Linked DNA regions of Mus musculus: all the other regions are linked to region 2. The links are chromatin contacts, called in public Hi-C and HiChIP or PLAC-seq maps. All regions are on one chromosome and are shown on one strand. Each heading gives the region's core, a stretch centred on a gene start, on an enhancer-like site or on the middle of the called end of the contact. The rest is flanking DNA. Distances are from core to core; before and after follow the strand shown.

Region 1 (3,656 bases), core at 371-2,870, 610 kb before region 2:
TGAAGAACATGCCACAAGCAGACCAAGGGTCTACATTTGAAAGTGTTGCTAGACACACAGAAAGAAGTGTAATTGTATACACCATACACACACAGACTTAAAGACACACACATGGGAGTTCTATATTTTAAGGGTATCTCTGTCTGCCTGAAAGAAGGTAAACCAATTAAATAAGAAAATGTTACCTAATGAAAATACTAAGATTTTTTTTAAAAAAAAGACATGCTTCGGGACCCAGGAAAACATACTAATTGACTGTGAGAGAAACACAATCTGATTGACATTGTACTTTATAACAGCAATGTTTTATGCAAGAGTACAAAAGTGCAAAGAAGGAAGAAGGAGAGAAAGAAACAAGGAAAGAAAGAAAGAAAGAAGAAAGAAAGAAAGAGAGAGAGGAAGGAAGGAAGGAAGCAAGCAAGGAAGGAAGGAAGGAAGGAAGGAAGAAAGAAAGAAAGAAAGAAAATAAATTATTTAAGTGTCTTACATTCAATTTATCTGATCTTAGACACACACATACTGGACAAATATTTTTCCCACCAACATGTTTCTGAGAACTACTGCACAAACTTTTTCTAGAAATCTGGAAACTAGAAAAGCTAGATGTTGCATGCTTAGAATACACATTTATGAACAGAAGTACTTGGGTTTTTTGTTTTTTTGTTTTTAATGATTTTGCTTCTAGGAAAGTCCAGGTTCTGAAAAGGCCCTCAGGAAGGGCTTGGTTTTTCGGTTATCAATCAAGGCTGTCAAGGTCATAACTGAATTATCTGCAGGAAGTTTTTTCTTCCTTATGCAACTGATGTACCTCTAATTTGTTTCATCTAAATTAGTTACCTACCGCCTTCTGCGTACTATAGAGGTAGACAGCCCTGTCTCGACCTCACATGTGTTTTTCACTGGTGGCCATGTGGATGCTGTGTTTGGAACAAGAGCACAAGCATAGCACTCATGTGCTGAAACCCACCCTGCAGGGCAGGATCTTGACAGATGAGTCCTCTGGGAGATGCTGATGTTCCAAGGACAGAGCCCTCGTGGAGGGAGTTGGGACCCTGGCAAAAGCAGCTTGAAGTTGCCTGCTTGCCCATCCGCCCCACGTGGGGTCAAAGCAAGAAGGTACCTTCTATGAAGAATTGACCCTTTCCATATACCAAATACCTTCATCTTGGAACTCCTGTCCTCTAGCATAGAGGAATCCATGTGCCTCCCTATAAAACACATGTCCCGAGATGTTTTGCTATAGTGGGTCAAACAGGCTAAGATAGAGATGTTGCTGGAATTTCATTCTGAGAAGCAAATTTTGCCTGATTCTTAAATAAACATAGAGAACTGCTAAAGTATTTTAAACTATGCTTTAAGAAACTAATCAAAATTAATTTATCCATGAAGTTTTAATAATTCTAGATCTCTACTGGGACTCATAGTAGAGAATTCTGATTTTTCTATTATTTCTCTCTTAATCGGTCTACTTACGCTTTTTATATCTACTTAGTAAGTTATATTTATTATGACATTATCCATTTCAAGCTTATTTACAGAAAGTTAGGCAATATCTTTTAGGATTCTCAGAGGCTTCTCTCGCCCAAACTTCCTGTTCCTGAACCACAGAGCTGAGCTCGTTAAGTTATTTGTTCACAAATTTGGTCAGAATTTTGTCTATTTTGTTGAGGTCCTGCACTGACCCCAGAGTCTCCCAGCCTTACCCTTTAGGGGATGGAAACTGTGGGACTGTTGCAAACATTGGATGGAGTGGTGAGGTTTGTCCTAGGGTTCAGATTAGAACAGATTTTGGACTTAATTTTTTAGTATTCCTTTGTGTTTAATTTACTACTTGATTACTCCCTGTTTTAACTTTTTAGTTCCTTTTTAATGTTGATGTTTGTGTAATTCACTGATTTTTCAATTTATGAGCAAGGTTATATCATACCCTCCATACGTTGGTTCTGATATCAGAACAGCAGAGCCTTCCTTCTGAGGATATGGCCTGATACAGAATCTGAGAATGCTACATCCATACATGGAACATGTGCTGATTTAATATTATTAAATAGTATTAATCCCATTCCATCCCATATCAATGAAAATAAAGGAGTCAAATGCACAAATGTTACTGAAATAAACTTCTATGAAGATCTCTTTAGTTACAAAATCAAGAATCATAGGAGACTACAGAATAATTTTTGCAACAGTTACAAGTCATTAAATTTATATTTAATTGTGAAAATATGTCCAGGAGGATGAATGCATTACTTTCTGTTAGGAAGGGGGAGAGTAATTAAAGATAAGAATACATACAGAAAAAATACTTAAAATAGATGATGCAATTATATTTAAAGTAAATTATAATCACATGAAAGTAAATTTAAGAATAACAATGAATCCAGTAAATTGTTAAATGCTGAGACTTCAAAATGGCATGATTATAAGACTATATAATTTATCTTTTCAGAATAAAATAAAGAATTAGTGTGGCGATATATAGCTTTGATCTGAGCATCCGGAAGTTAGAGACAGGTAAATCTCTGTGAGTTCAAGGCCAGCCAGGTGTACACAAAAAGTTTGGGGTGCTGTCTCAAAAAAAAAAAAGTAAACTAAGAAGATAACAAATATCTTTATGATTTCCTCACTTCCTTAGTATATATTTACGGATTGTCTGCTCTGACCTTACTTTCCAAAAAGCTCAAAAGCCCAGCTTTCTGTGCTGAAAGCCAAGGCTTCTCAGAAAGTGTTGAGAGTGACCTTTTTCCCTCTCTGTCAGCAAAACCACAAAGATTTAGGAGGTGAGTTAATGGTATTTTAAGATGAAAGCTGTGTACAAATGAGTAATTTACCCATTAATCTAAAAACGATTTGGAAACGGATCTGAGTGCCATAAAAAAAAAATCAGAATCACTAAATTACAGTATTATGTTAACTTGCAAGCAATCCAGAGAAGCACCAGAAAGATAATTAAGGGACTTGAAAAATAAAATTTATGAGGCAAAGTTAAAAGAAAGTCTTGCCTAACAAAGAAGTTGAGTAATCATTTTCACATCCATAAAAGTAGCAGAGAAGAAGGAAGGTGCTGATCCTGATCTCCATCAGTGATGTAAGCAGAAAGGGTGGGAGGGAGGACAGAGGAGCAGCAGACAAGACTGGACTCACTGTACAGGTCCTGGTGGTAAGAGCTGTCTAACCCAAGGTGAGTTACTCAGAGCGGATGAGAAGTTACGTCTTCCCACAATGTCTGCAATGGACTTTAAATGCAACCCAGCTTGGATAGGGTTGAGAGCCCCTGACTTCCATCCTCCTCTTGCTCTGTGTCTAAGACAGACTTAAATGAGGGTGAATTTAAAGCTAGAACAAGCACATTGCCTGCCACCACTCTCTGCCCACTGCCCGATAATGGGGCAGTTACCATAAAAGTTTATGAGGCAGCATGGCAAAGGTTGGCTCCAGCCAGCAATTTGACAAAGTGAATGCTGCACAGAAGAGCATCATCAGGCTGGCTCCTCTCCCTACAGACTTCAACAAGGAATTGCATTGTGTCCTGTAAACCCAATTACCAGTGTTTTCTCAGGTTGCCCACATAATTTGTTTGAGTTGGACCTTTCTCTTAATAACAAATCCTGAACGTGGTCACGAAACAGCCTTCTTTAAGAGATGTCCACAATTGA
Region 2 (3,525 bases), core at 584-3,083:
TCTACTACATATTAGGTTTGAGACCTGTCTGAGACACTTAAGTTATCTAAGTATTAAAAAAAAAAAAAAAAAAGCTGGGTGATGTTGGTGTATGCCTTTAGTCCCAGCACTCAGGAGGCAGAGGGAGGCAAGCTCTCTGAGTGTCAAGACCAGCCTGGTCTACAGAGCAAGTACCACAACAGCCAAGGCTACACAGAAAAAGCCTGTTCTAGGGCCGGTGGTTTGGCGGGGAAGGGGGGAGCGAGCAGAAGTTTTGGAGGTTTTGTTGTTCACTGCTAAAGATCAAATCCAAGATCTCGCACATTCTAGGCAGGTACTCTACCACTGAGCCATGTCCCCAGCCCCTTCAGTCTGGTTTATTAGAAGCAGTAACTACCTATGCATACACACACACTCACACACACATACATACTCATTCACACACACAATCCACACACAGAATCCACACACACATGCACAGGCACACAAGAGTGTGTATGGACTTCAGCCTTTACTAGAATATAAATGTTTCCATTCCAAACATTATTAAGCACTTTCATTTTTACACTTTTGACATTTTTATGCTGTAGTAATGCTATGTCTTGATTACAAATTCCATCAACTGTGTATAAATGCCCTTCCTGCTTTTGGTGTTAGATAGGCTCAGCAGTGGCTACAACCTGGCAAAAGTTAGAGCTCAGTAAAGACAAAGAGGGAGAGACAGACGTGTTGCTCTGCATTTAAATAGGATTGTCGTGCTCCTGTGCTTACTTGTGCTCCTGCCCAACAGCAGTCTCCTTAAATTAGGAATTCAAATCCCTGGAAGCTTAAATTAAGGAAATACAAGGTAACAGAAATCTCTGTGTGTCTGCAGCACTCTGAGATAAGCATCAGGAATGAAGGAACAAAGTGATGGCCTTGACCTTGCTTTTGAGCCGCTCAAGGCTTTCCTATGGACATAGCTGGAAAGCAGCAGCTTGCCTCTGACCATGCCTGTTCTCCTTGCAGCCCCAAGCATTCTGCAGCAGGCGGACAAAGGCGCGCAAGGCTTGTGATGGAGGAGTGTCCACTAACTTGTGAGGCACAAGCAAACGACGCTGCAAAGGAACTCATGGACAAGGTACTGCGTCGAAGGAACTGAGAGTGCCTTCCTGGGGCAGCTAAGAAACAGTTTCCTTTCTTACCTGAAAACCACCGGGAAGCCAGGCATGGTAGCACAGGCCTGTAATCCTGGGGCTGTGCAAGGGGAGGGGCGATGAGTGCAAGGCTATCCTCAGCTACAACACGAGTTCAAAGCCAGCCTGGGCTACATCATGAGCTCCAGGCAGTCTGGGCTACAGAGGAGGATCCAGAAGATTAAGAAACCAATGGTGCCATATTCCACGGAATTCAAAATGTTGAGCCTGTGAGCCATTACTAAACTGCATTAGCCAGGACCCTATGGAGGAAGAGCATGAGAGTGAGTGCACTGAAGGGCTTGTCCGGTTGGTTTATGTAGCAGTCTAAGGAGGAGAGCAGTGGCCCCCTTCACACTGGGGCTGCCTTATACCCTGAAGCAGCTCCTTCCAAAGACCGGATGCCTAACCAGTCTCAGCTGGATGCTGAAGGCCTGGAAGATTCTGGAAAACCACTAGTCTTCAGTCCCTTTTTGAAGGCTGAAGAAACTGGGCTTTAATGTCAGACAAAACTAGCAGCAGCAATTTGCTGCCAGCATGGTGGACTGAAGCAGCACAGGAGGGCAAGAGGGCAGAAGGCCAAAAAAAAAAAAAAGCTTTGTGCCTCCCGCTTCCTTTAGCGGGGCTGCCACCAGAAGCACCGCCCACCTTTAGGGTGGGTCTTCTCACTTGGGTTAATCTGAGCAGGAAAAGGCTTCACAGGTGCGCCATCAACTTGGCTGTTAATCGGTTCCAGATCCTGTCAAAGTGACAACCAAGAATAGACAGGATCATAACCAAGCGCCAGGAGAGCAGACCAGAGGGAGCAAAAGGAAGTTCGGCTGCACAGAAGTTTAACCGCAAATGTAGCAATAGGGTATGGCAAGCATACGTGTATTTTAGTCACTGCTTAGGGGAGCAGGTCTGTGGAAAGTAAATTCCAAAAGTTTCAGATGAAATAAAAAGATTTTCTTTTTTTAAAATATGAAAAAAAACCAAAAAAGTAGACACATTCAGTTGTGAATGGAGGTGTTAGCAAAAAAATTATTTTATTTTTTTAAGAAAAAATAACTTGAAAAGAGATGGAGGGAAAATTACAATAATGTATACTTTGAAAGCTGCATAAATTAAAAAACTGAACACTAAATGTAGATTGACCAAACCAGGGAAGATCTATATGTCCATAAATATTCTAAATTGATAGAATTTTTTGTTGAAAGTTTTTAGTCACATTGACATTCTTATAAGTCCTTTTCTTGTTGTTGTTGTTGTTGTTATCGTCGTCATTGTCTTTGGTTTTGTGGGGTTTTCGTTTGTTTTGTTTTTTAAAACAGTTTCACTATGTAGCCTTAGCTGTTGTGGTTCTCACCCCTCCTAATGCTGCAGTTCCTTAATACAGTCCCTCATGTTATGATGCCCCCAACCAGAAAATTATTTCATTGCTACTTCAAAACTGTAATTTTGCTACTGCTATGACTCATATAAATATTTTTAGAGATAGAGGTGTGCCAAAGGAGATGCACAGGTTGATTTTTTTTTTTTTTAGACCAAACTGGCCTTGAACTCACAGGGATCAGCCTAGCAGTGCCTCTGAGTGCTGGAATTAAATCAGAGCAGCACACCCAGGTGGCCTTTATTTAATTTAAATATATGGTGTCAAGGACCCACTCCGCTTTTTTTCAGGTAAAGATTGTGAGACTGGAGTGAGGCATGCAGACTCACATCTTCCGACCTTTGAGCACTTAGGATGCTGAGGGCAGGGGGACCCTGGCTTCCAGAGCAGCCTGAGTTACAAAGAGAAAAAGGAAAGGTGGAGTGTTTCTGTTGCTGCCTTCAGGCGGTGACCTCACTTGTGGAGGATCACCTGTGGACTGCGACTCACACTAACAGCTGTTAACCAGGTCTCTTCCAGTTTAGGTACAGGTTACCATTCAGCTGAGGGGGAAGGAAAAACCCAGGCTTTACAGAGTGCACAAGCTGCTCTCTGCTACTATTCTGGTTTTTATTTGTTATTTTTCCTTTCTGGGAATAAATCCACTCCAGACAGTTTCTTTTGAAAACAAAAATGTAGCTACTAAGTGAGTCTTGATAGAGAACCACCAGGGTGCTTGTTTTGAATCTAACTTCCTGGACACCGTTGAAGACCTACTGAAACAGGAAAGCCTGCTGTTGCAGCCCCTAGAGTAGTGGGGTTCTTCTCTAAGAGAAAAGCTTCAGGAAGCATGCATGTGAGATAGGCCATCATTGCCCCGGGCATGCACAAGAGCAATGCCAAAGATTATTTTTGAACAGCCACTTTGTGTGACGACTTGATTGTTGAACAGCTAAACAGTTAAAGTCAAGCTTTAACAACATATTAATGTCTCCTCTATTTTTAGTCTGTGTCCTTGTC
Region 3 (3,842 bases), core at 414-2,913, 630 kb after region 2:
AAAATTAAAACATACCTTCTTAATATACTTTTCTTTCCTACAATCAAGAATCATTGGATTTCTCAGTGAAAGTGCCTAGAGGGATCACATATAATGCATGTGTGTGTAGCCAGTATAAGAAATTATCTTCCCGCTGGGCGTGGTGGCGCACGCCTTTAATCCCAGCACTTGGGAGTCAGAGGCAGGCGGATTTCTGAGTTCGAGGTCAGCCTGGTCTACAGAGTGAGTTCCAGGGCAGCCAGGGCTATACAGAGAAACCCTGTCTCGAAAAACAAAAAACAAACAAACAAACAAAAAAAGAAATGATCTTCCCAAGGCCGTCACTCATGCTTAAAATCTTGTGGTAAAATATTTATACCAAAAATTCCATCACTTTTATCATGTTTTTAGTGTACAGGTCAGTGATATTTAATATATACCCAGTTGTGCAACGGTCCCAGCCTTCCATCTGTATATCTCTCCTCACTAGAACTGAAACTAGAACTGAAACTCTGAACCCGTTAAGCAATAACTCTTTTCCCTCCCCCCCAGTGCCCCCCAGAATCACAATCTACTGCTATAGAAATGCAGCTGAGTCCCCTGCTGACGTTTTAAAGGTTGAAAGGAATGTTTTTTTATATAACGTTTATTAAGGAAAACAGAAATAGGAATGGTTTATAGAGAAAGACTCTCTAGAATGGGAGAGGGTAGTGAGGTGGAAGAAAGGCATCCACACAGGAGGCTCAGGAAGCTTTATAGTAGCCACCTCTCCTAGGTCTGTGTCTCACTGGGATTTTTCTACTGCTTGTTCTGCTTCTTTCTGCAAGAAGCCCAGCGACTCACTGCAATGAACATTTGCCAGTAAAGATGTGATACACTACAGCTTCCATGATTCATTCTCTCTCTCTCTCTCTCTCTCTCTCTCTCTCTCTCTCTCTCTCTCTCTCTCTCTCTCTCTCTCTCTCTCCCCTGCTTATTGATTGGTGGGGTGAGGTTGCAAGAGTGGAGGGCAGATACAAAGGGATAAGGAAATGAATGGGATTAGAGTACAAGATGTGTGGGTTCCCAGGGAATCAATAAAAAGGAAGAGAAAAGAAAAAAAAGGAGGATGAGGAGAACAACAACAACAACATGCAGCAGCAGCAGCGCCCAGGTGGGGAAGGGCCTCCAGTCTTTCTTAGCAACTGGCTTCTTTCATATGTTAATTTTACAGCTCTTCGTTGCTTGGACACAATGCTTTTTTGTCTCATAAATACAACCACCCTGTGTACCTCAACAGGAAGTGTTTGTCCTTTCTGGGTTTTTTCCACTTTGCATCTCATTAGGGATCAAGCATGTAGAACGGGTCAGAATTTCCTTCCTGTGTGTGCGTGCGTCGATGTGAACGTTCAGGTGCCTGCCTCTCCTGGGCGTTCACCCCACTCAGAATAAATTCACGTGGAAAAACACAGCCTGCTCACTTGGGCCACTTCTTCCTTCTGTCCTTGGGCTGTTGTAATGTAAAATACTTTTGTAATACTTTTAGACCTCCCAACTGTGGTCAACTTGGGGAACTTAGATTAGAAAAGGAGATATTGGTGAGGAAGAGTAACAGGCTGGTGCAGGGAGCCTTTGAGGTGTGTCTAGCCCACTTCCCTATCAGCACTAGGCCAGCCCCCCAGGTCCTGTGGCTCTGCACTTATTTTTGCTTTGTTCTTTAGGCTTAACTTCTTTCTTTTCTTCCTTTCAGACACGGTGTCTCTAACTGTTGAGGTCTGCTCCTCTTAGCTTTTCTTTCCTCAGCTGAGACAACTTGTTACCTCTTCAGGATACAACACCTGCTGTTCTCTTCACTGTTTAAAGGGATTCATCTCAGCACTGATTTTGTGAACAAGAAAGGAGGGAGGGATCCACCCCTGTTCTTCTAGCTAGTCATCAGAATAAGCACAGCTGTTGGAACTCCTGGAACAGAGCTAGCAGATACGGCCACCTACCTGTACATACCTGCTTGCCTAAAGTCTCTATCATGTGATCCACCCACAAGATGCAGAAAAAGAAATAACAGATTGAAAAATCAGGCTAGCTCCTCTCCTCTAGGGACAAATGGTTATTAGTCATACAGAGCCTCCAGAAGGGAGCTGTTGGAGCTTGTTGTGTGTGTGTGTGTGTGTGTGTGTGTGTGTGTGTGTGTGTGACTCATTGAATTCAGGATCTTAAGAGCAGAGCCAGTGACCTGGGTGCACACCTTCTTTAAGTGTTGCCTTTTGCAATGTGCCACAATATGAATCTCTAAGAATTTTACTTCTAGGAGGCTTTCAAACAGAACTTTGGCAGCAGGCAGGGATTGAGCCACGAAGCTTTCAGATGCACAATGGCAGCTCTAAGTTCTGAAGCAGGCCTTTCAGTAGCAGAAAGAAAAACCAGTCACACAGCTAGCTGTACAAACAGCCACCAAACTGAAATGCTCAAGACAGCTGCTTTGGGCCTTTGGTGTGTTGAGTTCAAAATTGTTGTGATTATAAAAGAAAGAAAGAAAGAAAGAAAGAAAGAAAGAAAGAAAGAAAGAAAGAAAGAAAGAAAGAAAGGAAGGAAGGAAGGAAGGAAGGAAGAAAGAAAGAAAGAAAGAGAGAGAAAGAAAGAAAGAGATATAAGGATATGTTCTAGCTAGGTGTGGTGAGGTGTGGGGAAAGGGGATGTCTCAGTGGGCCCATGCTGAGGCATTCCTTACCCCTGAGGGACCAGCCACATGATGGTATAGTATAGAATAGAGTTTATTAAGGGCATGGGGAGGGAAGTTAAGAGGATAGTAGAGGCAGAAAAAGGGAGAGAGAGAGGGGGGGGGGAAGAGAAGAGAAGAGAAGAGAAGAGAAGAGAAGAAGAGAAGAGAAGAGAAGAGAAGAGAAGAGAAGAGAAGAGAAGAGAAGAGAAGAGAAGAGAAGAGAAGAGAGGTAGAGGCCAGCCATGACCACATGGAGGGGAGAAGAGAAGGGGGAGAGAGGGAGAGAGGGAGAGAGGGAGAGCAAGAGGACAAGAGGCCAGAGAGAGAGGCAAGAGTAAGAGTAAGAGAGAGAAGAGGGGGCAAGCAGGCCCTTTTATAGTGGGCCAGGCCATTGGGGGAGGAGCATACCTGGCTGTTGCCAGGTAACTGTGGGGGTGAAAGAAAATGAGATTTTGTATCTTGTGATTCATGTAAAAGAGTTGTCTATGAGCCCCCGACCTGGGGCCAAGAACAAAGCAGAACAGACAGGGCTGTTGTCAAGACATTCCTAAGAACAGCTTGATTGTACAAACAGGGCTATCTTGTCTGGGTCAACACCACCTGGCCGGAACCTCCCCTCTGTCTACTGCCCCTTGACCTGGGTAAAGTCATACATCAACTGGTTGCTATGTGAACAAAGATAAGCCCCCAGCCCACAGGAACAAAGTCCTGATGCCCTGTAATCTTTCTGTTAATGTTTGAATAAGCCAATAGTGTGTTGCTATGCTGAATTCCACACCCCTAAGCCCCTTACCCTATAAAAACCCCTAGCTTTTGAGCCTCGTGGTCGACATCCGTTATCTCCTGTGTGGGATGCATGTTGGTCTGGAGCTCCGTCATTAAACGTTCTCATGTAATTACATCAAGAGATGGTCCTTCATGATTTTTTGGGTGCACGCTGAAGTGGGAATTGGGTGGGGGTTTCCCCACTAGGTCTAAGAGGGGTTGAGTCCAGATGGAATACCAACAAAAATCAATTACCCATAGAAAGTGTGGGTGTCACCAAAATATCCTTCCCTTCTTCACTAGCCCTGAGAAATAATCTCACTAGCTGTCTGATACCTTTGGACTTCACATCGTTTTTCATTAAATTAAGATTTATGAATATCAATTTTATGCAATAACC

The links. Hi-C and Micro-C count contacts between places; a contact is called where the count stands out from the background. HiChIP or PLAC-seq counts read pairs in DNA pulled down with a chosen protein or histone mark.
Region 1: a contact with region 2 is called in an H3K27ac HiChIP or PLAC-seq map of acute myeloid leukemia, with 4 times the contacts expected there. The contact joins two enhancer-like sites. A contact is called at or near these places in 1 of 115 datasets of contacts at active chromatin or transcription factors (acute myeloid leukemia) and 1 of 9 other capture datasets (adipose tissue).
Region 3: a Hi-C map of B cells shows a contact between it and region 2, with 4 times the contacts expected there. The contact joins two enhancer-like sites.

Annotation. Positions count from the first base shown.
Region 1 is chr1:55,820,730-55,824,385 of GRCm38.p6, reverse strand. No RefSeq gene overlaps it. Among named protein-coding and RNA genes, the nearest start is that of Gm32949, 66 kb to the left of the region's middle. Within about 2 kb of position 1,620, at least 9 of the 459 cell types and tissues checked have an H3K27ac peak or open chromatin away from gene starts, as enhancers often do. A contact at or near this core is called in acute myeloid leukemia, where this site is marked.
Region 2 is chr1:55,208,724-55,212,248 of GRCm38.p6, reverse strand. Rftn2 (raftlin family member 2) reads left to right here. Exons shown (of 9, transcript NM_028713.1): 3 at 988-1,099. It overlaps Gm51743 (a long non-coding RNA gene), which reads right to left. Exons shown (of 3, transcript XR_003948664.1): 3 at 1,093-1,417. Among named protein-coding and RNA genes, the nearest start is that of Gm51743, 8.5 kb to the right of the region's middle. Within about 2 kb of position 1,833, at least 119 of the 459 cell types and tissues checked have an H3K27ac peak or open chromatin away from gene starts, as enhancers often do. A contact at or near this core is called in B cells and acute myeloid leukemia, where this site is marked.
Region 3 is chr1:54,583,057-54,586,898 of GRCm38.p6, reverse strand. No RefSeq gene overlaps it. Among named protein-coding and RNA genes, the nearest start is that of Pgap1, 27 kb to the right of the region's middle. Within about 2 kb of position 1,663, at least 146 of the 459 cell types and tissues checked have an H3K27ac peak or open chromatin away from gene starts, as enhancers often do. A contact at or near this core is called in B cells, where this site is marked.